Linked DNA regions of Capra hircus: region 1 is linked to region 2. A link is a contact called in public Hi-C data. All regions are on one chromosome and are shown on one strand. The core of a region is the stretch at or near the end of the contact, and the rest is flanking DNA. Distances in the headings are between cores, read along the strand shown.

Region 1 (5,773 bases), core at 2,855-5,354, 45 kb after region 2:
GTTTTTTACGTACGCAGATCTGCTTCCACCTCCTTTGCATTTTTCTCTAACATCTCTTTTTTTCTCTCCCTTCTTCTATACAATTAAAAAAGTAGATTGGTGAGTCTTAAAGATAAAACAACTAAATAATGTAGAATGTAGCCATTTGCTTCTTCTTCTTCTTTTTTTTTTTTTAAATTTGTTTGGCTGTGCTGGGTCTTAGTTGTCAAAAGCAGGATCTTTAGTTGCTACACAAGAACTTAGTTGTGGTATGTGGGATCTAGTTCCCTAAAGTGAAAAAATGAGAGTGTTAGTCGCGCAGTCATGTTCAACTCTTTGTGATCCCGTGGACTGTAGCCCGCCAGGTTCCTCTGTCCATGGGATTTTCCAGGCAAGAATGCTGGACTTGGTTGCCATTTCCTACTCCAGGGGATCTTCCTGACCCAGGCATTGAACCCGCATCTTCTGCACTGCAGATGGATTCTTTACCATCTGTGTCACCAGGGAAGCTCCTGGTTAGTTCCCTAACCAGGGATCAAACTTGTGTCCCCCGCCCTGGGACAAGGAATCTTGGCCACTGGACCACCAGGGAAGTCCCTGCCCTTGCTTTTTAAGTCTGCACACATTCCGATTTCTCCCCTCTGTGCCTTTTGTCATGCTGCCCTCTTACCCAGAACACTGACTCCCTTCTTGCAGCTAACACACTCACTCCTGGACTCAGCCTTAGGGCAGTTCATTCATTCGACAAATATTTATGAGGAGGGGAATAATGCACCAGGCACTACACCCAGCACTGGAGAGACAGCCATGAAGAGTGAAGCAGCCCTTAGCTGCATGGGTTCCAGTGCGAGGAACAGATTTAACAGGATAGTTAATGAGACAGCCATGGCATCAGTTTCATCTGCATCCCCAAGGAAGTGACTGACAACTACTTCCATGTCCCCAAGAGAGATGTCAGACTCCTTACAAATGAGGGGGTCAAGATAAGTTTTGTGACTGGTGGCTTCTCATCCACTCAGAAGTAGAAAGACTTAAACTTAGACAGTCCAGGGGAGACACAACATCTGAATAGTCAGGGATGCCACGGGAGTGTACGAAGGTGCCTGTGAAGAATTACGGGGAGGATGGGGACAAGAGAGACAAGAAGTTTAAGCTGATGGCCTAAGATGACATAGCTAGTAGGTAGTAAGGCTGGGATTCCAACCTAGAGTTATTTTAGTAAGCCCACTCTCTTTTATGTTAATTTAATTTCCACTAATTTCTCCCACTCCAGATGCCTTGTTGTTGTTTAGTCACTCAGTCCTGTTTTTGCAACCCCATGGACTGTAGCCTGACCGGCTCCTCTATCCCTGGGATTTTCCAGGTAAGAATACTGGAGTGGGTTGCCATTTCCTCCTCCAGGGGATCTTCCCAACCCAGGGATCAAACCTACGTCTCCTACATTGCCAGATGGATTCTTTCCCACTCAGGCAACAGCAAGGCCCGCAAATTGGCTACTAACCTATGGAAAGGGTCAACTCTCCCTGGCCTATCAGGAGGTATCGGCCCGATGTGCTTGCTGTACCCATATTATCTCTGCTCTTTGTTCTTAATTAAATCACTCTTTTCTTCAATACTTTGTGTCTGGAAATTCTTTTCCAACCCATGTTCGGACTGCCATGACAGATAAGATATAAGTATAATAAGTGGTATAGATGAGCCTTTTGGTATGTGTGAATCCAAGGCATTCCCCCTTTCCAGCAGAATACATTTGTTCTTCATAAAGAGCTAGTTTGTACCTGAACTAATTTGCTCTTTGAAAACTTTGATCTACATACATACACTTGGAAATCATTTTTTTTAATTTATACTTTATCACAATAGTCTTCTTTTAAATAGCAAAGTCAGCTTGAGCATTAAAATTCTTTTGACCATATGTTTTACTCAGATTTCCAGGATTTGCTGATTATGTACTTAGAGGTATACTTGTATATACTTAAAACCCTGAAAGTTGAGAGTTGTTTTCTTGGGTGGGAAATTTTTAGGATTTCAAGCCTGGGAGGCAGCATCTCAAGGAGCCCTGAGAAACTGCTCTGAGGAGGCAGGGGATGGAGTCAGGTTATATAGAAGTTTGCAACAAAGCAGGCAGATAGTCTGAACATCGAAGATTATTGTTAAGAAAAGCAGATATCTCAAGTTTAGGAATTTAGCTCTCTCTAAGTATGGGAAGATGGGCTCACTGAACTCATTCCTTTCATACGCATCTCAGCTCTCTGGGGTCAGCATCCTTCATTTTCACATCTCCCCTACCACCTCCCATTGTTCTCCCTTTGGGGGGCCCTCACATTTGGAGGGCTGGAATCACGGATGGCTGTGACATTCTTGTTTACAGACATGGCAGGAGACACTCCATCACACACTTGTAACATGAACAATCTCTATCAGAGAATCAACCAGAAGCACTTTGCTGCTCTTCTTGTAGCAGAATTTACATTTTTTTTTGTTCTTTCTCTGACTGCTTCATACATACATATGAGAGACACATAGACAGCTTCATATTTTAGGAGAGTTGGCACCATTTCATTCTTTTTGCTATTTGGAAGGCACAGCCAGCCACCCCAGTATCTGGTCCAAGCAACCTTCCAGAATAATGGACTGTGATTATAAATACTTTGGGCACTTAGTTGATACAGTGCTGGTATGCTTGTTGACATGTTATGGAAGTTAGAAAATTATGCCAATAGGTAATACCTTGCATGTCACTCTGTGTGTGTGTGTGTGTGTGTGTGTGTGTGTGTGTGTGTGTGTAGAGAAGCCATGAAATGAGTTTTGGTTTCTATTCTTGACCAGTTCAGTGAGTCACTGAATATCTTTTTGCTCAGTCATAAACCCTACAATACTTTCCACTAGAACCCCCTGGAACTTGGGTAAAAGCTATTGTACCGACACTTAAATTTTCAGGGCTCTCAATTTTTTATCCTCAGAAATAATCCAATTATTTAAGTTCCATACCACTTTGCTTTATTATCAAAGGAAAGAAACCCTTAAGTGGTTGTTGGTGCGGCAAACATCTTTTAAAGCCAAAGTGAACTCCTTGCACTTTGACTAAGAATTGAGCCTGAAGGAAACAAGTTGAGAAATAAATATTATTATTCCACCCCCACAGCATAAATAATTTTGACATACCTTACTGAAGGGCCTTTTGCAAATCTATTGCTTTCCATAGTTTACATAAAAAACTCCTTTTCTTATCATGACTTTAAAGAATATGAATACAAAGGAGATGAGAAGATTACTGTGTGGTGTTAATAGCCCTCCATCAGTAAGATAGGACATTCAATGATAAGAGCAGTATCACTGTGAGGCATGTGAAATTACATTAATAATGTATGAATGAATACATTCTCATTGTTAAAAAAAAAAAAGCCATTTGTATGCATGTAGAATAAATGAGAACATCTACCAACTTGCTTCCTGAACAGTTGAGAGGCTAACTTTTCATCTCATTTCTATGCATTTCATATACACAAAATACTTATAGGGGCCTTCTACTGACAGCTCTCATTCAAGTATAAATGGTATCACAATACAGTGACTGTTCTATAATTCATGCTTTTATGTTGAACACTAAGAGTCATGTTTCTTAATCTTTTCCTTTATGTCTTCTGGGCTTTGCCTTTATTTTTTTTTAATTTTTAAAGATTTTTTTTTTTTACATGGACCATTTTTGAATTTGAATTTGTTACAAACATTGCTTCTGTTTTACGTTTTAGTGTTTTGGCCATGAGGCAAGTGGGAAGTTTAGCTCCCCAACCAGGGATTGAACCAGCACTCCTTGCATTAGAAGGTGAAGTCTTAACCACTGGACTGCCAGGGAAGTTCCCTTCTATTTTAGAAGCCCTTTCCCCACTCCATTGGGTGCTTATTTTTCTATTTTTTATTTAAATATATTTTAAAAAATGCCACAATGGTGTTAGTTTCTGCCTAAATCTTCATCCATGGTTGAACAGGACTGGGAAGACATTTAGAAAACAGCTGCCTGCTGGCCTGGAGGTGGAGTAGAAGAGCAGGACGGTCTTGGCTGAGCCATCAGCTCTTTGACCTCTCACAGGCCTCCTTTGAGCTTCAGCTCCCTTTGGCCCCTCCCACTTCCTGCCCAGAGTCGTCTTCTCTGTTGGCCCTCACAGTCTTTTTTGTTTTCCAGGAGAGGACTGTGTTTCCCAGGTAAGTGGAAAGGACTCATGGAGGAGGGTAAAGGAGAGTATTAAGGCTGGTTTTCTTTTTAGTATGCTATGTATGATGGTAGAGGCAATTGGAATGAGAAATAATCTCCAATTTTACACCAACTCAGTTCCGTGGAGTCAGGGGAAAAACTGGTTTTGGTGTTTTGGAAACTTGATCAAGAATCAACATTTTGTATGCCTATGGCTGATTCATATTGACGTATGGCAAAAACCATCACAATATTGTAGTTACCTCTAATTAAAATAAATAATTTTTTTAAAAGAATCGATATTTTGATTCACTCTCAAAACCAGTGATCTAAATCTGCCTTATATTCAAGACCAAAAGAATAAATAATGACAAAATCTGTCAAAAAGTTGTGGTTAAATTTTGAACATGCAGTGATCAATCATCTAATTCATATTTTAGCCAAATTATTTTCATCCCTTCTACTTTCTATTGCTTTTTCCCCCACTTTATCAATTTTTAGTCCTTCTTAGTACCTTGAGATGGACAAGTGAGAGAAAAAGAGATGGAATTCCATTCAATGAAGCTTTCTGTTTACTGCAGTCATATATTATGTGAGGGGTTAGGTTCTAAAGAGAGACCATAAGGTAAAAATCATGTAAAGTCAAAGTTATCCTTGAAAATTCCTCAAATGAAACCATAAGACCTAGGAAACACCATGTCTTGTTTTGTTTTGTCTCCAGAATTGAAGCTGATTTATGGGTTGGTTTGTTTGTTTTTGGCCACGCTTGTGGTTTGTGGGATCTTCCCTAATCTAGTGTCCAACCTGGGCCCAGGGAATCCCTGGAAGTCCAGTGGTTAGGACTCTGGGCTTCCACTACAAGGGACCTGGGTTTGGTCTCTGGTTAGAAAACTAGGTTCCCACAAACCACTTGGTGCAACCAGAAAAACCCAAAACAACAACAACAGAAATAATATGATTTGGCTAGGGAGTGAAAAAAATGAGTCCTAAACACTGGGCAATGGGAATTCCTGGAAACGGATAAATGTTTCTTCACTTGAGCATTAGATAAAATAATTGACTTGTATTGGGGGATGGATTAAAAGGGAAGATAAGTACCTTCAAACACTAGGCTCATATTCTGTATGGTGAAGTCAGGACCAGTGACACCATTTTCAAGGTTCCATGCAAAATGAAAATGCAGAGCTCCTTGTTCAAAAATGAGTGAGAATTTCAAGTAGGCAGCAGCAAAGCTTTAAATTAAGTATGAGGCTCCTCTAAGCATAGGGTCATGAGCCACTGCATGCCCAAGAAGCTAGCCTTGGATAAGGAGCTTGGACCCGTAATGAGAAACTTGGAAACAGACATCAACTCAGGAAGTGAAGCCTCACAACTCCTATAAAGAGAAGAAGGGGTTAACATCACTGCCGGGGTTTCAACCATGCTTTTGTGCTCCCTACTCCACCTCTCATTGATGTCAGGTTGAAATTGCATTACGTTGATGCTGGGAAAGATTGAAGGCAGGAGGAGAAGGGGAAGACAGAGGATGAGATGGTTGATGGCACCACCAACTCAATAGACATGAGTTTGAGTAAACTCTAGGAGTTGGTGATGGACAGGAAG
Region 2 (6,351 bases), core at 2,735-5,234:
ATTAAAGAGCATCTTGATGAAAGTGAAAGAGGAGAGTGAAAAAGTTGGCTTAAAGCTCAACATTCAGAAAACGAAGATCATGGCATCCGGTCCCATCACTTCATGGCAAATAGATGGAGAAACAGTGGAAACAGTGAGAGACTTTATTTTGGGGGGCTCCAAAATCACTGCAGATGGTGACTGCAGCCATGAAATTAAAAGACGCTTACTCCTTGGAAGGAAATTTATGACCAACCTAGACAGCATATTGAAAAGCAGAGATGTTACTTTGCCAACAAAGGTCCGTCTAGTCAAGGCTATGGTTTTTCCAGTAGTCATGTATGGATGTGAGAGTTGGACCATAAAGAAAGCTGAGCGCCGAAGAATTGATGCTTTTGAACTGTGGTGTTGGAGAAGACTCTTGAGAATCCCTTGGACTGCAAAGAGATCCAACCAGTCCCTCCTAAAGGAAATCAGTCCTGAATGTTCATTGGAAGGACTGATGTTGAAGCTAAAACTCCAATACATTGGCCACCTGATACGAAGAAGTGACTCATTTGAAAAGACCCTGATGCTGGGAAAGATTGAGGGCAGGAGGAGAAAGGGACGACACAGGATGAGATGGTTGGATGGCACCACCAACTCAATGGACATGAGTTTGAGGAAACTCCAGGAGTTGGTGATGGACAGGGAGGCCTGGCGTGCTACAGTTCATGGGATTGCAAAGAGTCGGTTAAGACTGAGCAACTGAACTGAACTGAACTGATATTTTCAACTCCATGCCTTACAGTCAATTTTGAAGTAATATTTATGGAGCACCATATTGTGTGAAGGGCACTGTTCTCAGCACCTGAGATGTAATGACTCTGTTAAGGGTCACACAACCCTATGAAGTAAGTATTCTTAGCATCATCCCAATTTATAATGGGAAATGGAGGCTCAGAGCCCATCAGTATCTTTCTCTATGTCCAACGGATCTAAACTCAGGTAAGCTGGCTCCAGAACCCAGTTTCTAACCATCAGTATCATATACACCATACAAGTATGTAGAGTTGTATCCTTGTTGTTGTTTCTCAGTTGCTAAGTCATGTCCAACTCTTTGTGACCCCCTGGACTGCAACACACCAGGCTCACCTGTCCTTCACTATATCCAGGTGTTTGCTCAGATTCATATCCATTGAGTCGGTGATGCCATCCAACCATCTCATCCTCTGTCATCCCCTTCTCCTCCTGTCCTCAGTCTTTCCCAGCATCAGGGTCTTTTCCCATGAGTTGGCTCTTTGCATCAGGTGGCCAAAGTGTTGGAGCTTCTGCTTTAGTATCCGTCCTTCCAATGAATATTCAGGGTTGATTTCCTTTAGGATTGACTGGTTTGATCTCTTTGCTGTCCAAGGGACTCTCAGGTGTCTTTTCTAGCACCACAGTTCGAAAGCATCATTTCTTCAGCACTCTGCCTTCTTTATGGTCCAACTCTCACAGCTGTATTTGACTACTGGAAAAACCATATCTTTGACTATACGCGCCTTTGTTGGCAAAGTGTTGTCTGTGCTTTTTAATACACTGTCTAGGATTGTCATAGCTTTCCCTTCAAGGAGCAAGTGTCTTTTAATTCTATGGCTGCAGTTTGTCTGCAGTGATTTTGGAGCCCAAGAAAATTATGGTTATTATGGGATGTCAATTGTGTCATTTTGGCAAAAAAAAAATGTGATTTTTAGTACACAGAAAACAGTTGTTAGAGACAGACCAATGTGAGTCTGAATCCTCTCCCCAACAATTACTGTATAACGTCAAGGCAAATTAATGAAACTTTCTCAACAGCAGTGAATGATCAGCTAGTTAGAGACTGTCATTCTTACTCCCTAGGATAATCACCAGGATTGAGTGAGATAAGAAATGTGTTTTAATTAATGCATGACATAAAATTCAGATACTTATGTTAACAACTAAGCAGTCAGCTCTAGACTGAGCTGCTTTAAGGGTCAGTACCTGCCCTCTGAACTAGCTGGATGTGGGAAGGATAGAGCCTTAAGGACTTTCTAAGCTTCTACTAACAAAAGACTCCTGTTAACAAAACCCTTTTTATTGTTCTCTAAGTTTTCAGAGGGAGCTAATTGGGGGGAGAATATACATACTACAATAATGTTCATGTCACATGTAAATACATTCATGAGTCTTTTAAATAGTGGGTTTTCTTGGTATATTTTAATTGGCACAACTGGATTTATCGCTCCTTTATGAAACAGAATACCTAGAAAAATGAAGAAATCATTCCTGTGATCCCCAGTTCAGACTCTCGGTCAGTTCAGTCCTTCAGTCATGTCTGACTCTTTGCGGCCCCATGGACTGCAGCACGCCAGGCCTCCCTGTCCATCACCAACTCCCGGAACTTGCTCAAACTCATGTCCATCGAGTCAGTGATGCCATCCAACCGTCCCATCCTCTGTCCTCCCCTTCTCCTCCTGCCTTCAATCTGTCCCAGCATCAGTGTCTTTTCCTATGAGTCAGTTCTTCGCATCAGGTGGCCAAAGTATTGGAGTTTCAGCTTCAATGCTGAAGCTGAAATTCAGACACTAGATGGCGCTAAATTCTCACTTCAAGTGGCATCTCTCCTTCTTACAGCCTTCAGCCTCACAGGTTTGGGGTTACACCTCCGCGGAAACAGTTCAAGAGAGAGAGCTACTTTGGATTTGCTCCTGGCGCATCAGGGAGTCTTCTAAGTAAACAGACTTCGGATGAAATTACCCACTATGTCAGCCTAGTCTAGCAGCTACTGCCAATAGCAAAACTGACAAGTCACTAGCTCCACCTTGGGAAGAGAAAGTATTTGTGCACCTACTTTATGCCAGACACAAATGAGAGCTAGGAATACAGCCTTGGTTAACACAGAAGTCATATCTGCCCTTCAGGGATTTGCCCACGCTCAAGTTCTTTTTCCCTCAGCTCTCCTACTACCCACAATATGCTCCCAAAGAATCATGTAAGATGATGAAGTCAAGGGAAGCTGGAGCTGGAAGAAAACTTGGAGATCATTTTATCACCCTCCTCACTTTACAGACAGGAGGGCAGACAGGCACCCAGAGGGAGAAGATGAATTATCCAAAGAAAAACAGGCCAGCAGATGGAACTAAACCAACTTTCTGATCCCTAGGTCCTTTTCCTCCCTGCCTCCAGTCCTTAAAATTTCAGCTAGGTAGAATTCCCTGGCAGTTCAGTGGTACGGACTCCACATTTCCACCACAGGGGGCATGAGTTTGATCCCTGGTGGAGGAACTAAGATTTGGCACGACCAAAAAAATAAAGCTTCAACTGGGAACCTCCCAAGGAGAATAAACCAGGACAATCCAGTGCATGAGAAATGTAGACCTATGTTCCTGAGTTTCTAAGAGTGACTCTGTAGGACAGTAAGGATCTTAACTGGTGGTTCAGTGGAAAAGAATCTGCCTGTCAATGTTGGAGACACAGGTTTGATCCCTGGTCTGGGAAGATCTCCTAGAGAAGGAAATGGCTACCCATTCCAGTCTTCTTAACTGGAAAGACTTCTATGGGCAGAGAAGCCTGGCGGGCTGTAGTCTGAGCGAGTAAGCTCAGTGATTTCAGTCATGTCTGACTCTTTGCAACCATAGGGACTGTAGCCTGCCAGGCTCCTCTGTCCATGGGACTCTCCAGGCAAGAATACTGGAGTGGGTTGCCATGTCATCCTACAGGGGGTCTTCCTGACCCAAGGATCAAATCCATGTCTCCTGTGGCTTCAGCTTTGCAAGCGGATTTTTTTTTTTTTTTTTTTTAACCACTGAGCCACTGGGGAAGCCTGGGCTACAGTGCGTGGGGTCTCAAAGAGTTGGACACAATGGTAACTAAACAATAACAACAAAAGCACCGTCACACTGGGCAACTACACCCGATTAATAATAGGCATGTCAACACTATCAGGTATTTACACACAGACAGGCTGAGGTTTCCCCACAGCCCATTGCCCAACAGGTATTGCTCTTGGCTGCTCAGGGCCAATATGCTGAGCACCAGCCAAGGGGCCACTCCCCTTCCTGCCAGAATGCAGTTCCTGCTTGCAAGGACTCAGCTTTGCTTGTCTCTGGACATTTCAGAAATTTGCTTAGGCCTAGGGTGGGGCCCAAACAAATAGAGAGAAGAGAAGAAACTAGCTCTGTCTCCTTAACAATTAGTTTCTGAACTTGGGGAGCAAGTTCCTCTCCCTGAGTCTCAGTACCCCTGCCCTTGGTCTGTAAAATAAGGGAGGTCGGGAATACTTTTTTAGCCTGAGCTCTTCAAGGCCTACCATGTGGCTATTTAGCTTGACTACCGTGAAAAGTAATTAATCATCTTTAAATATAGCTCCTCATGAAATATACGGAGATAATCGTTTATCTTCCTATCTCACACTCTCACATCATTCTGATAGTCAGAATGGCTATCATTAAAAAGACAAGAAACAACAAGTGGCAGAAATGTGGAGAAAAGGGGAGCCCTTCCACTGTGGGTGGGAACATAAAGTGGTGCAGCCTCAATGAAAAATAGTATTGAGGTTCCTCAAAAAATAAAATAAAAACCAGAGCTACCAGGTGATCCAGCAGCTCCACTTCTTGGTGTTTACCCAAGGGAAACAAAACACTAAGTTGAAAAGATATGTGCACGCGTATGTTTGGTGCAGCATTATTTTCAGTGGGCAAGAAATGGAAGCAACCTGTCTATCAATAGATGAATGGATAAAGAAGACGTGGCATATATATGCAATGAAGTGTTGCTCCACCATAAAAAAGGAATGAAATCTTGCCACTGGAGGCAAGACAAGTATGGATGGACCTGGAGGCCGTTATGCTAAGTGAAATAAGTCGGACAGAGAAAGACAAATACCCTATGATCTCACTTAGTTGTGGAATCTAGAAAGCAAAACAAAATAAAACAGTCATAGATGCAGAGAACAAACTGGTGGTTACCAGAGTGACAGGGGACGGAGGGAAGAGATGGAATAGGTAAACGGGAATAGGAGGCACAAACTTTCAATTATTAAATAAGTAAGTCATGGGAATGTAATGCACAACATTGTGTGTGTGTGTGTGTGTGTGTGTGTGTGTGTGTGCGCGCGCGCATGCTCAGTTGTGTCCCACTCTTCAAGACCCCATGGACTATAACCCACCAGGCTCCTCTGTCCATGGGATTTTCCAAGCAAGAATATTGGAGTGGGCTGCCATTCCCTACTCCAGGGAATCTTCCTGACCTAGGGATTGAACCCACGTCTCTTACGTCTCCTGCATTGGCAGGCAAGTTCTTTACCACTAATGCCACCTGGGAAGCCATATAGCATACGGAATATAGTCAATAAAATTGTAACCACTTTGGACAGTGACAGATGGTTATTAGACTTCTTGTGGTAATCATTTCATAATGTATAAAAATATCAAATCACTGTAACACCCAAAACTAATATAGTGTTTTCTGTTAGTTATAATTCAATTTTTTTAAAGTATGAATGTTTCCCTTGGTGTTCCTTCCTTTTTAAAAAATTTTCATTGCGAAGCATTTCTGACATACAAAAAATTATCAAGAATACTGAGAGACTGAGAGCTTCCTGAGGGCCAAGTGGTTAGCAAAGAGTCGGACACAACTGAGATGACTTGGCATGCATGCACGCATGGGAAATATATGTGATAGTAAAATATTCATTGTAGTATCTCAGTAGTAAAAGTATCAGTGTTCACTGGACAATTCTTTCCATTTTTTGTTTAAATTTTCATAATAAATTGTTAAGAGAAGAAAAAAGATATTAAGAACAATATAATGAATGCCCAGGTAATCCCCACTTAACCTAAGAAACCAATCTGAATTTGGATAGTCAGTATCCTAGCTACTTTTTGATCCTTGTACTATAATATAAAGTATTATTTTGTATGTTTTCTTAATTTTATTTACAAGTTCTTATACTATGTATTTTCTTTTCTTTTTTTTTCCCACTCAGCATTTAGTTAAGAGATCCATTCGCATTGATACACAGGTTCTGATTTATTCATTTTTATTATTGTTTTGGAGTACATTGATTGAACAAGGGATAAAGTAGTCATTGATTAGGTTACCAGACTTTTTAGGTATTTACAGTCTTTTACTTATCTGCTTGTTTTGCTTATTTAACTTATATGCAGAGTACATCATGAGAAATGCTGGGCTGGATGAAGCACAAGCTGAAGTCAAGATTGCTGGGTAAAATATCAATAACCTCAGATATGCAGATGGCACCACTCTTATGCCAGAAAGTGAAGAACTAAAGAGCCTCTTGATGAAAGTGAAAGAGGAGAGTGAAAAGGTTGGCTTAAAACTCAATATTCAGAAAGCTAAGATCATGGCATCCAGTCCCATCACTTC

The links. A called contact is a pair of places that touch in the nucleus more often than the background predicts.
Region 1: a contact with region 2 is called in a Hi-C map of blood, with 1.9 times the contacts expected there. The contact joins the promoter of TCP11L2 here to the enhancer-like site in region 2. A contact is called at or near these places in 4 of 5 Hi-C or Micro-C datasets (blood and liver).

What each region holds. Positions count from the first base shown.
Region 1 is chr5:68,348,702-68,354,474 of ARS1.2, forward strand. It overlaps TCP11L2 (T-complex protein 11-like protein 2), which reads left to right and starts at 4,105. Exons shown (of 10, transcript XM_005680574.3): 1 at 4,105-4,182.
Region 2 is chr5:68,303,642-68,309,992 of ARS1.2, forward strand. No RefSeq gene overlaps it. Among named protein-coding and RNA genes, the nearest start is that of CKAP4, 19 kb to the right of the region's middle. Within about 2 kb of position 3,985, at least 1 of the 5 cell types and tissues checked has an H3K27ac peak or open chromatin away from gene starts, as enhancers often do.